Linked DNA regions of Mus musculus: region 2 is linked to region 1. The links are chromatin contacts, called in public ChIA-PET maps. All regions are on one chromosome and are shown on one strand. Each heading gives the region's core, a stretch centred on a gene start, on an enhancer-like site or on the middle of the called end of the contact. The rest is flanking DNA. Distances are from core to core; before and after follow the strand shown. Region 1 holds the start of Gm33682 (a long non-coding RNA gene). Region 2 overlaps Wdr25 (WD repeat domain 25).

Region 1 (6,280 bases), core at 2,541-5,040:
CTTGAAGAAAGGCAGGAGAGCTTGGGGGGGGGGGGCACGCCTTTAATCCCAGCACTGGGGAGGCAGAGGCAGGTGGATTTCTGAGTTCGAGGCCAGCCTGGTCTACAAAGTGAGTTCCAGGACAGCCAGGGCTACACAGAGAAACCCTGTCTCGGGAAAAAAAAAAGAAAAGAAAAGAAAAGAGAGAAAGAAAGAAAGGAGAGAGGATAAAGAGTGAAAGATGAAGCTTGGCCATCAGACTTCTCAGAAGTACTGAGTTCAAAGAGCATTTCAGCTGAGACATCCATAACCAAGAGCAGAGGGACTAGAGACTGCTTCTGGAAGCTCGGTGAACAGAGGACCAGGACCCTCCCCTGCCTGCCGCTGGCGCTCAGTTCTCCTGCCCCCTGACTACAGTCCCTTATTTCCCTGTTTACCCTGCTCCCTGCCCCTCCCCTCAGTTTGCTGGCTGTCTCTCACCCTTTGCTACCCCACTTCACTTCCTTCCCCCCTAGCAGAGCATTAATGTATAGATTTCACACCCGTCCTATTTCTCAGCTACGGCTTCGTGTGTTATTAATAGCACCAATAGATGAGTTGTGCTCTCAGCCTTCCCCCTCCCCCTAAGAAGATCCCGGCATATGTAATTGTTTTACTTCATGGCTTTTAATTGATTTTTCTTCCCAGGGATCCTCAGCCTTGCATAGAAAAGCTCCTTGTTCTCTGAACCAGGGGAACTGGGCAGCACCCTGAGCAGGTCCTCGCCTGGCCATCACCTGTACTGCCTGCATCCTCTCCCCTGTCCACTGCACCAGCCTGAAACCTAGGGACAAGCCTTTGTCCCCTGTGTGGAGAACTCTCATTAAGTCCCTCCTTCTTCCCTTAAGACTGGACCTGAGTTCCCTTTTTTCAAATACATCTTTTGGGGTGCAGACGCCGGCAGAATGACACTTTCCTGGGTCTCCTCGGGCCGCGGATTCTGGAATCCCGGAACTGGATTCTGTCCAATGTGCTGAGCTTTAGGGGCTGAAGCAAGGCGTCGACTGCCTTGGTGTATTTTCTGGAGCACACACACACTCATGGTTTCCTGAGCCATTCCTAACTAGGGCATGATGCCCTGTATTCCTGCCTTCCCCGGCTCCCTCCTCGCTGCCAGGCACAGTTCCCTAGGATAGTCCCTTCTCTCACTGGAACAATCAGAAAACACCTTCTCCACCAGCACTGGGCAGCCCCAGCCTCCCAGTCCCAGTTCCTCAAAATATCCTTGAGCTTGCTAGGTACTTTCTTCGGGCTCTAGTCTGCTGCACAGAGCAGCCCTGTTATTGATAGTGACAGCCTGGGATGAGAGTGTGCCCAGCTACCAGCAGCATACGGATGCTGAGCCAGGTGCACGGCTACCGTAGGAGCCCGTCTTCTCAACCGCGCCTCAGGAACCAGCTTGCATAGGAGCAGGCCCTGCTTGCCACTTCCTGCTTTAAACGGAGCCTGTAATACTGAGGTTGCTTTAAGAGAACAAGCCCTCTGTGTTCAACCACATTGCTGCTTGGCTTTGAAAGGCTCTGCAAACGGCAGGATCCCGTCCAGGAAGTCCTCAGCAGGGCGGGTCCTGGCTTACCAGGAAGTCCTCAGCAGGGCGGGTCCTGGCTTACTGATGTCACTGTCCCGATGGATGGCAGATTTACGGACTCAAATTGTGGGCAAAGGCTCAGCTCTGCCTCCTCTGGGACTAGAAGTTCAGTTCTCTACTAGTTGTGAAAGCGGTCAGGGCTGCTTTGGAGTGGGCTGGCTGTCCAGGAAGCTGATACGGAGGCCAGCTCTGGAGAAGTCAATGAGGCAGATATGGCAGGCTGTGACCAGGTAGTTCTCCTTGTTGGCTCTCTCATGTCTGTCTTTAAATTGACCAACCATAAAGTTTGTAGTAAAGATGGGGAGCCAACTGGGACAAAGAACAGATGGTGAAAAGGAAATTGACACAGGCAAAAAAACCAGCTCAGCAGCCCGGGCTTGCGGGGCTTGGGGGGCTTGGGGAATTTCCGGACTTTCCCATCTGCCTGCGACCAGAAATGTAGCAGAAGACCCAGGCTGGGGCAGGAGGCTTAGTCAGGCTTTCTGAACACTGGGCCACGGTAAGGAAAAGGCTCGGTCGGTTGGCTTCCCAGGGCCTCTATCCCTCAGCTGACAAGTTCTCGGCTTCCTTCCCTGTTAGGGGAACCTTTTCTTTTCATTGTGTAAAGGTATGTCTCCGTGTTTTTCGGTTGTTATTTCTGTACCTATAGACAGCCAAGTGCCGGCAGGATCCTGGTATTGTCATTTCAATGGCCCACCACTGGATTTTCTACTTTATAAATATTCGTCCTTCCTCATCGGCCTAAGGCAATCTAGAGTTGCATCACTCACTGCTGCTGATCAGTTGTAAGAAGGAGCAGGAAGGAGGAGGGTGGGGAAGAAGGCAGAAGCGGGCGAATCCAGAGCGGACATGGAGGGAACCCACACTGACCGCAGCAGAGCAGAGGAAGGAATAGAGCTAGCCGCGTGCCGGGGCATCACCTTAGGTTCACTGGTAACTGAAGAGTGTCCTAGGGGCTGGCGTGATGGCTCAGCGGGTAAGAGCACTGACTGCTCTTCTGAAGGTCCTGAGTTCAAATCCCAGCAACCATATGGTGGCTCACAACCACCCATTATTGAGATCTGACACCCTCTTCTGGTGCATCTGAAGACAGCTACAGTGTACGAATATATAATAATAAATAAATCTTTAAAAAAAAAAAAAGAAGAAGAGTGTCCTAGCTAAAGACCCACGCTTTAAACAGTTATTTATGCCACTGGCAGGTCGCAGAAAGTTCTGCTCTTCTTCCCCATCTGCCCCCTCAGCGCTTCTTAGGTTGTTAGCTGGAAAGAAAGGATAGGGACTGACCTCAGCCTCCAGTGGCAGGTGAGCACGGAGGAGTTTGGCTGGGCCTTGACCCTGTCATTATGGTGGCAAAGACTTGGGATGCCAGTAGCGTACCTCAGTTCTAGTTCAAAAGTCTCAGAGCCAGAAAAGCCCTGGTATAACTCAGCCCTGGGAACTCAGGACTACTGGGGCATTCAAGTCCTGGCAATACAAGGAAGACCTGTCTCTGAGTGCTGAGGGCAGGGCTGCCCTGGAGACAGAGACACACCCAGAACAGAACTCCACCAACTTTCTAGGGATTCCTAATCCAGTCAAGCCCATACTGACAGGGCTCCATGCATGGCTTTGGGCAATTGACCTAAAGTCTGAGTCCCAGCAAGTAGGCAGTTCTGGTTGTCAAGGGGAGTGTGATAATACATTTCTAGGAAGCACAGGGGTGTAAGAAGAGGTCTGGCTGTCAACAGGAGACCTAAATTCACTGGTCTCTAGTGTTCAATCCACTGCCCTTGGGTTTGGACTTTATGATGTCCATGAAAATACCCCAGAACACTCTAACCTGTATGTTTTCTGCTTGTTTCTATGTGGGCTTTACCTGTAACTTGCAGTAGGAGCCCCCAGATGTTCATGGACCTGGATTGGGGACAAAGCTCACCAGCCTGCTTCTGTAAGGATCCTCTGCACCAAAGGACAGGGCCACTTATAATCTGTGTCTTGCCAGAGCCTGGTATAGCTCGGAAGTAATAGCTAAAGTCCAGTCTCTCATTGCACAGAATAAAAAGCCAAATTTAAGCCATTCAGAATCTGTCAATGTATTGGGTCACGGTTTTCCTAGCCTTGACAGTGCATAAGGAACCCAGGGTGTATGCATATGCATGCAGATGTCAGAGGAGGTCAGAAGAGGGCAGCACATCCCCTGAGTCTAGAGTTAAAAGTGCTTATCAGCTGCTAACCATACATAGGTGCCAGGAGCCAAGCTAGGCGCAGGAGAAACAGTCCCAGATGTGGCGCGGCGGGGAGACCAGTTCAGCTGTGGCCTCATAGAACAATAGGCCAGGTCACTTCCCCCAAGACTTCCCCAGCCCCGAGAACAGCAGTCTAAGAGAGCGCACCACTGCAGTGCACAGGTACACACACTGCACGGGAGCCCACAGAAGTGGGAAGTGGGAGAGGTTGCAGCTGGCTGGCTGGGGCCCAGCTACAAGGACCGGCATGTTGCTTTCCAAAGAGCATTTCCAGGGTCCCTTCATGGAAAGAGCCTCTGTGGACAGCAAGATAATGGAGGGTGTAGACCACAGAAGGAAGCTACCTGATTAAGGATGATAAGGGGTGAAGCAGGAGTTGCTTTCATGTGGGAGGGACAGAAGCCCACTGGAGGAGGGGACACAGTGCAAATATTGCTAAGTGAACCTAGTAGCCTAGTAGGACAGCCCCAGTTCAGTAGGACAACCCCTGGAGCACCTAACCATGGTAGAGACCTGCAAAACCAGGAAGTGGGTGGCAGGCCTCTTCTACCTACTGCATGGTTCATGGGAGAGCACGGCAGAGCTAGCTTCCTGAAGCAGTCCTGAGCAGGGCCTCTTGCTTCTCCCTGCCTGCTTGGGTGGGAAAGGTTGCATGTACATGAAGAGATGGGTCAATAAGGCTGCCTTGGGCCTAAAGACAAAGGCACAGTAAGAACTGAGCCCTGGCAACCTGGCTTGGGTACCAAAATGGGATGCAGAAAGCTTTGGTGTTCCATGGAGGGTGGGTGAAAGGCATTGTAGGTCCCCTAAACCTGGCCATGAGATAACGTCCCAGTGGCTTCCCCCAGTACCCTGGGAGGAAGGCAGATCGGAACAGAACTGATTAACAGCTGTCTGGAAGGAAACCAAAGGTGAGTGGACATTCTCCCAACATTCCAATACACAACTTCCCTAAAGCCTCAGCAACTGATACTATTTCTTCTTGTTCTTCTTCTTGTTCTTCTTCTTGTTCTTCTTCTTGTTCTTGTTCTTCTTCTTCTTGCTCTTGTTCTTCTTGTTCTTCTTCTTGTTCTTGTTCTTGTTGTTGTTGTTGTTCTTCTTCTTGTTCTTCTTCTTTTTGTTCTTGTTCTTGTTCTTCTTGTTCTTTTTCTTGTTCTTCTTCTTGTTCTTCTTCTTGTTCTTCTCCTTCTCCTTCTCCTTCTCCTCCTTCTTCTCCTCCTTCTTCTCCTCCCTCTCCCTCTCCCTCTCCCTCTCCTCCCTCTCCCTCTCCCTCTCCCTCTCCCTCTCCCTCTCCCTCTCCCTCTCCCTCTCCCTCTCCCTCTCCCTCTCCCTCTCCCTCTCCCTCTCCCTCTCCCTCTCCCTCTCCCTCTCCTTCTTCTTCTTCTTCTTCTTCTTTTTTGGTTTTTGGTTTTTGGCTTTTTCAAGACAGGGTTTCTCTGTATAGCCCTGGCTGTCCTGGAACTCACTCTGTAGACCAGGCTGGCCTTGAATTCAGAAATCCGCCTGCCTCTGCCTCCCAAGTGCTGGGATTAAAGGCATGCGCCACCACCACCCAGCTTCTGATAGTATTTCTTAAAGATGTGTTTTTTATCAGGGGGCTCTGATGGCCCTCAGCACCTCGTCTGCTCTCCCCACCCCAATGCTACCCAGAGAAGGAGAGAGAAGAAGCTGCCCATTGGAGGAAGCCCCTGAAGGAGGCCCTTCCCTGGCCTCGGGGCCTGGAACAACAGGGGAAAATCAGATCAATGAAGGTTTGATTGATGACCACAGGATGGAGAAGCCAGAGGGGACCACACAGTGCCCAGACACTCCCAGGGGAAGGTGTTCACCTCCAGTCTGTTTTTCTGTTGTCAGGGGCACACTCAGGTGTTTTCTGCTTTGCAGATATTGTCTGCCCCTGGCCTTAAAAAATAAAAAAATATGTGTATTTATTATTTTTAATTCTCTCTCTTTCGTGTGTGTGTGTGTGTGTGTGTGTGTGTGTGTGTGTGTGTGCGGATGCTCAAGAGCTACAGGTGGTTGTGAGCCACCTAATGTGTGTGCTGGGAATGGAACTTGGGTCTTTGGACAGAACAGCAAGTTCTTTTAAACAGAGTCTTCTTGCCAGCCCAAAATAACCTTCTTAGCATGAGTGGTTCCAGTCCCAGCCTCTGGTCCTATTTCTCTTTTATCCTGTCCACCAGGAAGCTGCATGCCAACGTCACATTCACTTCCTCCCTTCGTTGACATTTGTACAGGAAATGCTGCTTGCATTTGTGACTCCTCCCTTCCCCCTCTTTCTTGCAGAGGAACTCAGGGCCTTCCACAGGCTGGGCCAGGGCTCTGTCAGCTTTGTCATAGCTACCGTAAGTCTTCTGGGGGTGAGACAGTCTTGGGAACACTCTCACTTGTTTTTTTCTGAGACGAGGTCTAAGTAGACCAGGCTGGCCTCACAGACATCCATCTG
Region 2 (6,270 bases), core at 862-3,361, 150 kb before region 1:
ACTTCCACACATGCAACCAGTATTTTGAAGTGGCAGGAAAGCAGATTTTGAAGTTTCCAAATAAAAAAATTGACCATCAGCTGAATAGAACCACAAGCTATGGTGCTGGTATGGCCCTTGGAAGATGAAGGGCCTCCAGAGGCCACAGGCCAGAGCTCAGATGGTTCTAGAAATCAACACTATCTGCAATCTGCGTCATCCTGTTAGCCGCATAGGGAGAGCAGAGCAGAGCCTCTGCTAGGCTTCTGTTACCGTGGCAACAGCTTCACTGGCCTGTTGCTGGGAAAGGAATGCAAGAAGGGAATTGGAGAGGGAGTGGGGAAAGGAGGAAAGGCAAGCGGAGGCGGACACAGTTGATGGAGGACTAGGGGCAAGCAGAAGGGGAAAGTAAAATCAAGACATGAGAGGATGGAGGGAAGAGACAGGGAGGAGCAGGGCTGGAGATGGGAGCGCCCACAAGTGTGCAGCTATCTGTATGCAAGGAGAGCTTGTTTCACTCATTAAAGGCAACACATTTCAACTCTCAGTTGCTGCCTCAAGATACACTCAATTATCCGATAAACCACGGGAAAACTGAAAATGCCAAAGTGCTGGAATTGCCTAAACACAAACTCTCAACAATGTCAGCACGAAAGGCTGGCCGGGTCAGGCCTAGATGGAAAAAGGAGGAGGAGAGGGAGGGGGCGAAGAGGAGGAAGAGGTAGAGGAGGAGGAGGAAGAGGAAGAGGAGGAAGAGGAAGAGGAAGAAGAAAAGGAGGAGGAGGAGGAGGAAGGAGAGGAAGAGGAGGAGGAAGAAGAGGAAGAGGAGGAGGAGGAGGAAGAGGAGGAAGAGCAGGAACATGCAGTGGGAGGCAGCACCCTTGAGCACAAGGCACTTGGCACATGAACTCTGTTGGCCTCCCTGTGGAGCAGGCCCTCTCCTGCTCACGAGCTCACGAAGCAGCAGCCTTGAAAGCTTGGAGTTTACACTCAGCTAGGCATCCTCACATTTGTCCCTGGTGTAGGCCAGGTGGGGCTGGAGCAGCACAGGAAACTCAGAGTAGGTGGTCAGCTCCAGCCTATTCTTCGGATACCCCAAAACACATCACCTGCCGAGTTCTAAGAGCCATCTAAATGGAGCATGGTGCCCTGAACTGGTCCCTGGGACAGGAAAGGGGCGTTAACAGGAAATTAAGTAAAAGGCAGGCAAGTGCACTGCAGAGTTAGCTGAGTGTGGTAGAGTTGCCTGATGTTAACTTCTTAGCTGTGTGAGAGGGAGGTCAGTGTGAGGAACGTGGGGAAGGACCAGGCACTCACTGCGTGCTGCTTTATACATCTAGGGTTATTTTTTAAAGTTTTACAAGAAGAATAAGAAGGGCCGTTAGAAACTAAGAGTCCCGTTTTTCTCACAGTGATTCATCTCTTTCGTATAAACCAGCACCCCTGACAGGCTTAACCGCCATAAAGTTTTATTGGCGTGCAGGCTGCAGCATTACAGCAGAGCCACACTCCCACAGCCAGAGTGAGTTATTAAGCCCTGAGCGAGCTGGCAGCGCCCTTTCCTCTGGAGCTGGAACACAGCAGTGACATGCCTCCACACATCAAGGAGCTGCAGCTCAGACCACAGAAAGCACACACACTTGGAAGACTGTGCTGAAATCTCTTTGCCCTCCCTACTCCTCAGCAGGGCTGCACAGGTCCCTCTGGGCCTCAGGTACCCAGCCAGCCAGCATCCTTGGATTGCCTTAGGTTACTGGGGGCAGCACACTCTGCCACATTGCTAGGTCTTTGCAGTGTGCTTGGGATGGTCTGCCACGGCCTTGCTGTGCATCTATCACACCTCCTCAGTGCCCCAACAGCCCAAAGCATCTTATCCTCCACCCTACAGCACAGTCATGATCCTGCCCCACCATTCCCTGCCCGCTCTGACCCCCTGTGCTGCTTCCTCACAGGGAAGACTAGTCCAGGCATTCGTCTCTGATCTCACTCTGTCCCAGCACCCAACTCTTGCAACAGATGCAGGATGAATGAAATACTGTGTTAGGAATGCAAGCAGTTCTTCCTATCCTGCCACTCCCGGGAACAGGTCAGGAAGACTCTATGTGTTAGAGGAAAGGAAACAACCCTCCAGAAGAAACAGATGTTGCTACAGAAGGACAGGTCCATTCCCACAGACATGAGTGTGGCACAAGAGTCCTCTTTTGACAGGGAAGTTGAAAAGCTTTTCAGAGGCTTTGGTTTCCTTGACAACAGCATTGCTGTAGACATGCCGGGAAATAATTAAAAAGTATGTTCCCATTGCTCCAAGTGCTGTAAGTGTTTTTAACCAACAAGAAACAAGTCATTCTGGGTGGCTTCAGTGTGACAGAGCCAAGGGCACACACAGAGACCCCATGGCACCATCGCCTTTCTCTGCACTTGGGGGCCTAAGGGAAGGACCGGAGCCATTAGCCCGGTACAACAGTGACCACAAGAATTTTAAGTCAGATTAACAGCAAACCTTTCCAAAGGCCAAACCTCTGGCAGTTCCCTGAACTGACTCTCATTAACACCATGTACTAGAAAGAAACTGAGGCACAGAAAAAAGAACAATCCAGGCCATGTGGCCAGGGACCTCCACAGCCCCTCCTCAGGCTGACTCCAAGAGCTCACCACTCCTGGAAGAGACTCACATTCTGTCCTCTGGGCCCTGGCCCCCATGTGGAGCCACTCATGCTGGCTACCTCACATGGCAGGACCTGCATCCCCCCTGTGCCTCCCACAGAGCAGGGACTTACAAAGCCAGGCAGCTAGAGGCCCCTGCCCCTGCTCACCATGCTCCCTCTTTTTTCAGATGGCTCTAATGTTGTGTTTTGTTTTAACAGCTTTACTGTGTTCGTGTCTTTCATTGTAAGCTTCCTCAAATCCTTTCTGGATTTATGATTTATAAATAAGTAATAAATAAACACACAAGCTGCAAGCAGCGGCCCAAGACTATTACCTGAGAGCGTGAATACAAACATCTCAACAGATGTGGCACAATCATCGTCTTGATTTAGCTCCCAGCAGATTCGAAGGCCCTTGAACAAGCCTGGACCCAGTTAACACATCACTCTCCACAGAGATGCTTCCTGCATGCACTGGAGGGCAGGGTGGGCCCAGGGACAGAAGTGTAATTGAGACCTCTGGGAGGTCTCCCAGACCCTGCGGCTCAAAGGGCTCATTCACAAATGTCTTCTTAGCACTGACTATGTGTCCTATACTCCTCCAGGACTAGCACTACATGAAAAAAGAGCAGAGTCCTTTGATGGTGGGACCTATAGTGGGCCCATCCATGTCGGACAAGCTCAGCAAAGTCCCAAAAGAGGAAGGTCTTTAGCAAAGCCACATGACTGTCCTCTGCCACTTTAAAAAGGGAGGTGTCTAGAACACCCAGAATAGAAACAGGAAAGGCTGAGTTCAGAAGCCAGCTCTGTGCTTCCATGTCCCTCAGAACCCATCTCTGGTCCTTGGTTTTCTCACCTGTCAAATGGACAGAAGGAGGTTGCCAATGCCAACTGTCATTACGGGGTGACCATCACAGGCCTGTCAGTCATCTTAGAGTCCTTCCATGGCTTGCCTGTTGGATCCTCAGAAGGCTCAGACAGATGCTGACACACTCCCTCACTTACTACCAGGCAAACTAAAGCCAAGAGCTGAACCTACTTAGAGAGACTAGGGATTGAGGCAGAACCCAAAACAAGACTTATGAGCTCACTGACTACCTGGCGCCCTCTGTGTGGGAAAATGGCATGGAAGCCCCAGAGAGGCCAAGCTCTCCACAAGCACAGGAAGTATCAGGTGTCTTGTGTGTTGACCATCCTGGCCCAAAGCCACTAACTGGGTCAAGCTCTGCATCTGACCAACTCTCATTGCCAGCCTCCCTGCCTGTTCTTCTCTGTCACCTAGCCTGAGCTCAACCACAACCTCACACTTCCCTGCCTCGGAACCTGACAGATCTGTCCCACTTTCTCCTAGATTTTAGTCCCAACACTAGTGGTCACACTATTTCATCCTGATGTCTCTCCCCAACCAGGCTTCCTGGTGGCCAGGGTGTGCCTATTCTCCTCAAACCTAGAGTCCTGCATAGACCCAGAACTCCCCACAGGGTGGGGAAGGTGGATGGACAAGAGATGGCCACATAAAAGAGGAAAGGAAAGAACAGGCCTTCTGAGCCTGCAGTCAAGGGCCACCTATCTCCCAGTCAGTCCCTGGGGTCCTTTGTGTGTATATTTCAGCCAGCCAGACAACTCCAGGCAAAGCTAAAGGAACACACGACCCATGCAGCAATGTCCCAGTACAACTCTGGTACTTCACCCATCATAGCTGACATCATGTTACTGAACTAGAAAACAGCCCTGCCAGGAGGAGCCAAGGCCCCTGAGAGACCTACTGGAGTGAGTGGTTACAATGGAGTGTGCTAATCAGCCAGGCCTAGAAGTGCAGGCAAATTAGGTGGCAAGCCTCACCTGCTCAGCAGTGAGGCTTAGAAGGCAATTATAGAATAACCCCATTTGGAGCACCGGATAATACCTTCCATTTGTAAGGGCTTCATAGTTTACAAAGTGGCTTCACACTTCTAACCGCCTGATCCTTCCAGCCCTAGGAGGCAATTAGTTCATAGAAGCGCAGGCTGAAGCTCAGAGCAATGAGGGCACCATAGTCCCAACTCCCAGGGGCATGTGCAGAGCATGCAGTCCCACAACTAGGCTGAGCCAGGCTCTCCAGAACTGCCCACAGCTAGCACCCAAGCACAGAACGCTGCCTCATACAATCCCGAAGGGGCCTACAAACCACCCAAGCTTCCAAGCCCATACAGCAAAGGCACATTCTGCCACCTGGTAACAATGTATCGGGGTCCTGCCAGACTGCTACTGTAGCCCTCTACTAGTCAGAGTGCTGACACATTTCCTAATGCATCTTCCTCAGGAGGAATGGCTGCCCTCAAGACCACAAGCACACAAGCTCACTTTCCTAACAGTCCCAGCATGGTGACAGATGTCATGGCCCAGAAAGGTGAGGACATGGCAAGGGTCCAATGTACCAGCACCTTCCAGAATGTGCTTACAGGACACTGAGGGGGTGTGAAGAGGCGCAGATGAAAACACACAACTCTCCTAACCAAAGGTTACGATGAAAATGTGGTTTAATTTGTGTTTTTGTACCTTTCAAAATAACACTTCAACTGGTGTAGAAAGAGCCCACTTGTGTTTATGAAAGCTCTCCCGTCCCCCTACGGCTGCTGGGCCGTGTAAACACACTGTGAGGAGGGGACAGAAATAGCTGCTTGTGAAACTTTTAATACTAGCGTGTATGAGAATTAGAATTCTAAACCCAGCAGGTTAAAAATGTTCTGAAAGCAATTTTGGTGTTAGTCTAAATAATTATAGATGGTGCTCACTTAGATAAGGGCCTTTGCCCCCTCGGGGCTCCAAGGGAAAATTCTAGGCATGATAGTTAAGCAAAATAGTTGGTTATTACAGAGGCTTTTCGGTGGCAGTGCAAATTGGTATAATCCTTCTGGAAAGCAATCTGACAGGAGACGAACCTGGACCCATGGAAATGTACAACCCTTTGACCCAGCAGTCCCACTTCTGGGAATCAGTCTAAAAGAAATAATCCAACAGAAAGGGGTTTCATGCATGAAGATAACCACTTCAGTATTATCTATAACAGCAAAAATTAGAAACCACCTCGGTGTCCAAGGGCGGCTAAGTAAATTACAGTTAATCAACTCGATAGAGCGTCGCAGAACCAGTGAAAATTGACGGCCCTCCGAAGACACAGGGGCTGGTTGTGCTGCAGCAGCCAGGGCTCCGGGAGAATGTTAAGTGGCAAGCACAGGCTGCTGGAACCGTGTGTGCTCTCTAAGAAAAGCCCGTGTGGACCAGAAAGGGACAGGAGGACAGCGCCAGGGTGACCAGGGCTTAAGCATTCACTGGGCATGGAGGACCTGCTGTTCAGCACCTGGGAGCAGATGGTGGCTTGGAACCCCTCATCATGTTTTGTCTACTTATTTTAGGATTTAATCCAAGCAGAAAGAAGGGACACAGCTACAGCAGAACCTAGTCACTTGCCCCAGAGCTGGGATGGGAAGCCATTCCTGAGATTGCAAGTTACTTAAGACCACATTCGTTAAGCCTTTTGGTCTCTCCCACGCAGCCTAGAATGCGTAAGGGCCCGAAGAGCAGCTGACTGTGTGCATGACAGCGACAGCACATCGGCAATGAAAACCAAAGACATTTGAAAATATTTATGAACTTGTGTAGAATT

Evidence for each region. ChIA-PET counts read pairs in DNA pulled down with a chosen protein or histone mark.
Region 2: a contact with region 1 is called in an RNA polymerase II ChIA-PET map of memory CD8 T cells, with 92 read pairs. The contact joins two enhancer-like sites. A contact is called at or near these places in 4 of 484 Hi-C or Micro-C datasets (CD8 T cells, the HPC-7 cell line, Th1 cells and 1 more), 2 of 115 datasets of contacts at active chromatin or transcription factors (the HPC-7 cell line and memory CD8 T cells) and 1 of 9 other capture datasets (liver).

The regions. Positions count from the first base shown.
Region 1 is chr12:108,761,226-108,767,505 of GRCm38.p6, reverse strand. Gm33682 (a long non-coding RNA gene) reads left to right here and starts at 156. Exons shown (of 2, transcript XR_381914.3): 1 at 156-4,745; 2 at 5,429-5,775. Within about 2 kb of position 3,790, at least 84 of the 459 cell types and tissues checked have an H3K27ac peak or open chromatin away from gene starts, as enhancers often do. A contact at or near this core is called in CD8 T cells, Th1 cells and memory CD8 T cells, where this site is marked.
Region 2 is chr12:108,910,127-108,916,396 of GRCm38.p6, reverse strand. All of the region lies in intron 2 of Wdr25 (WD repeat domain 25), which reads right to left. Among named protein-coding and RNA genes, the nearest start is that of Wdr25, 19 kb to the right of the region's middle. Within about 2 kb of position 2,111, at least 79 of the 459 cell types and tissues checked have an H3K27ac peak or open chromatin away from gene starts, as enhancers often do. A contact at or near this core is called in CD8 T cells, Th1 cells and memory CD8 T cells, where this site is marked.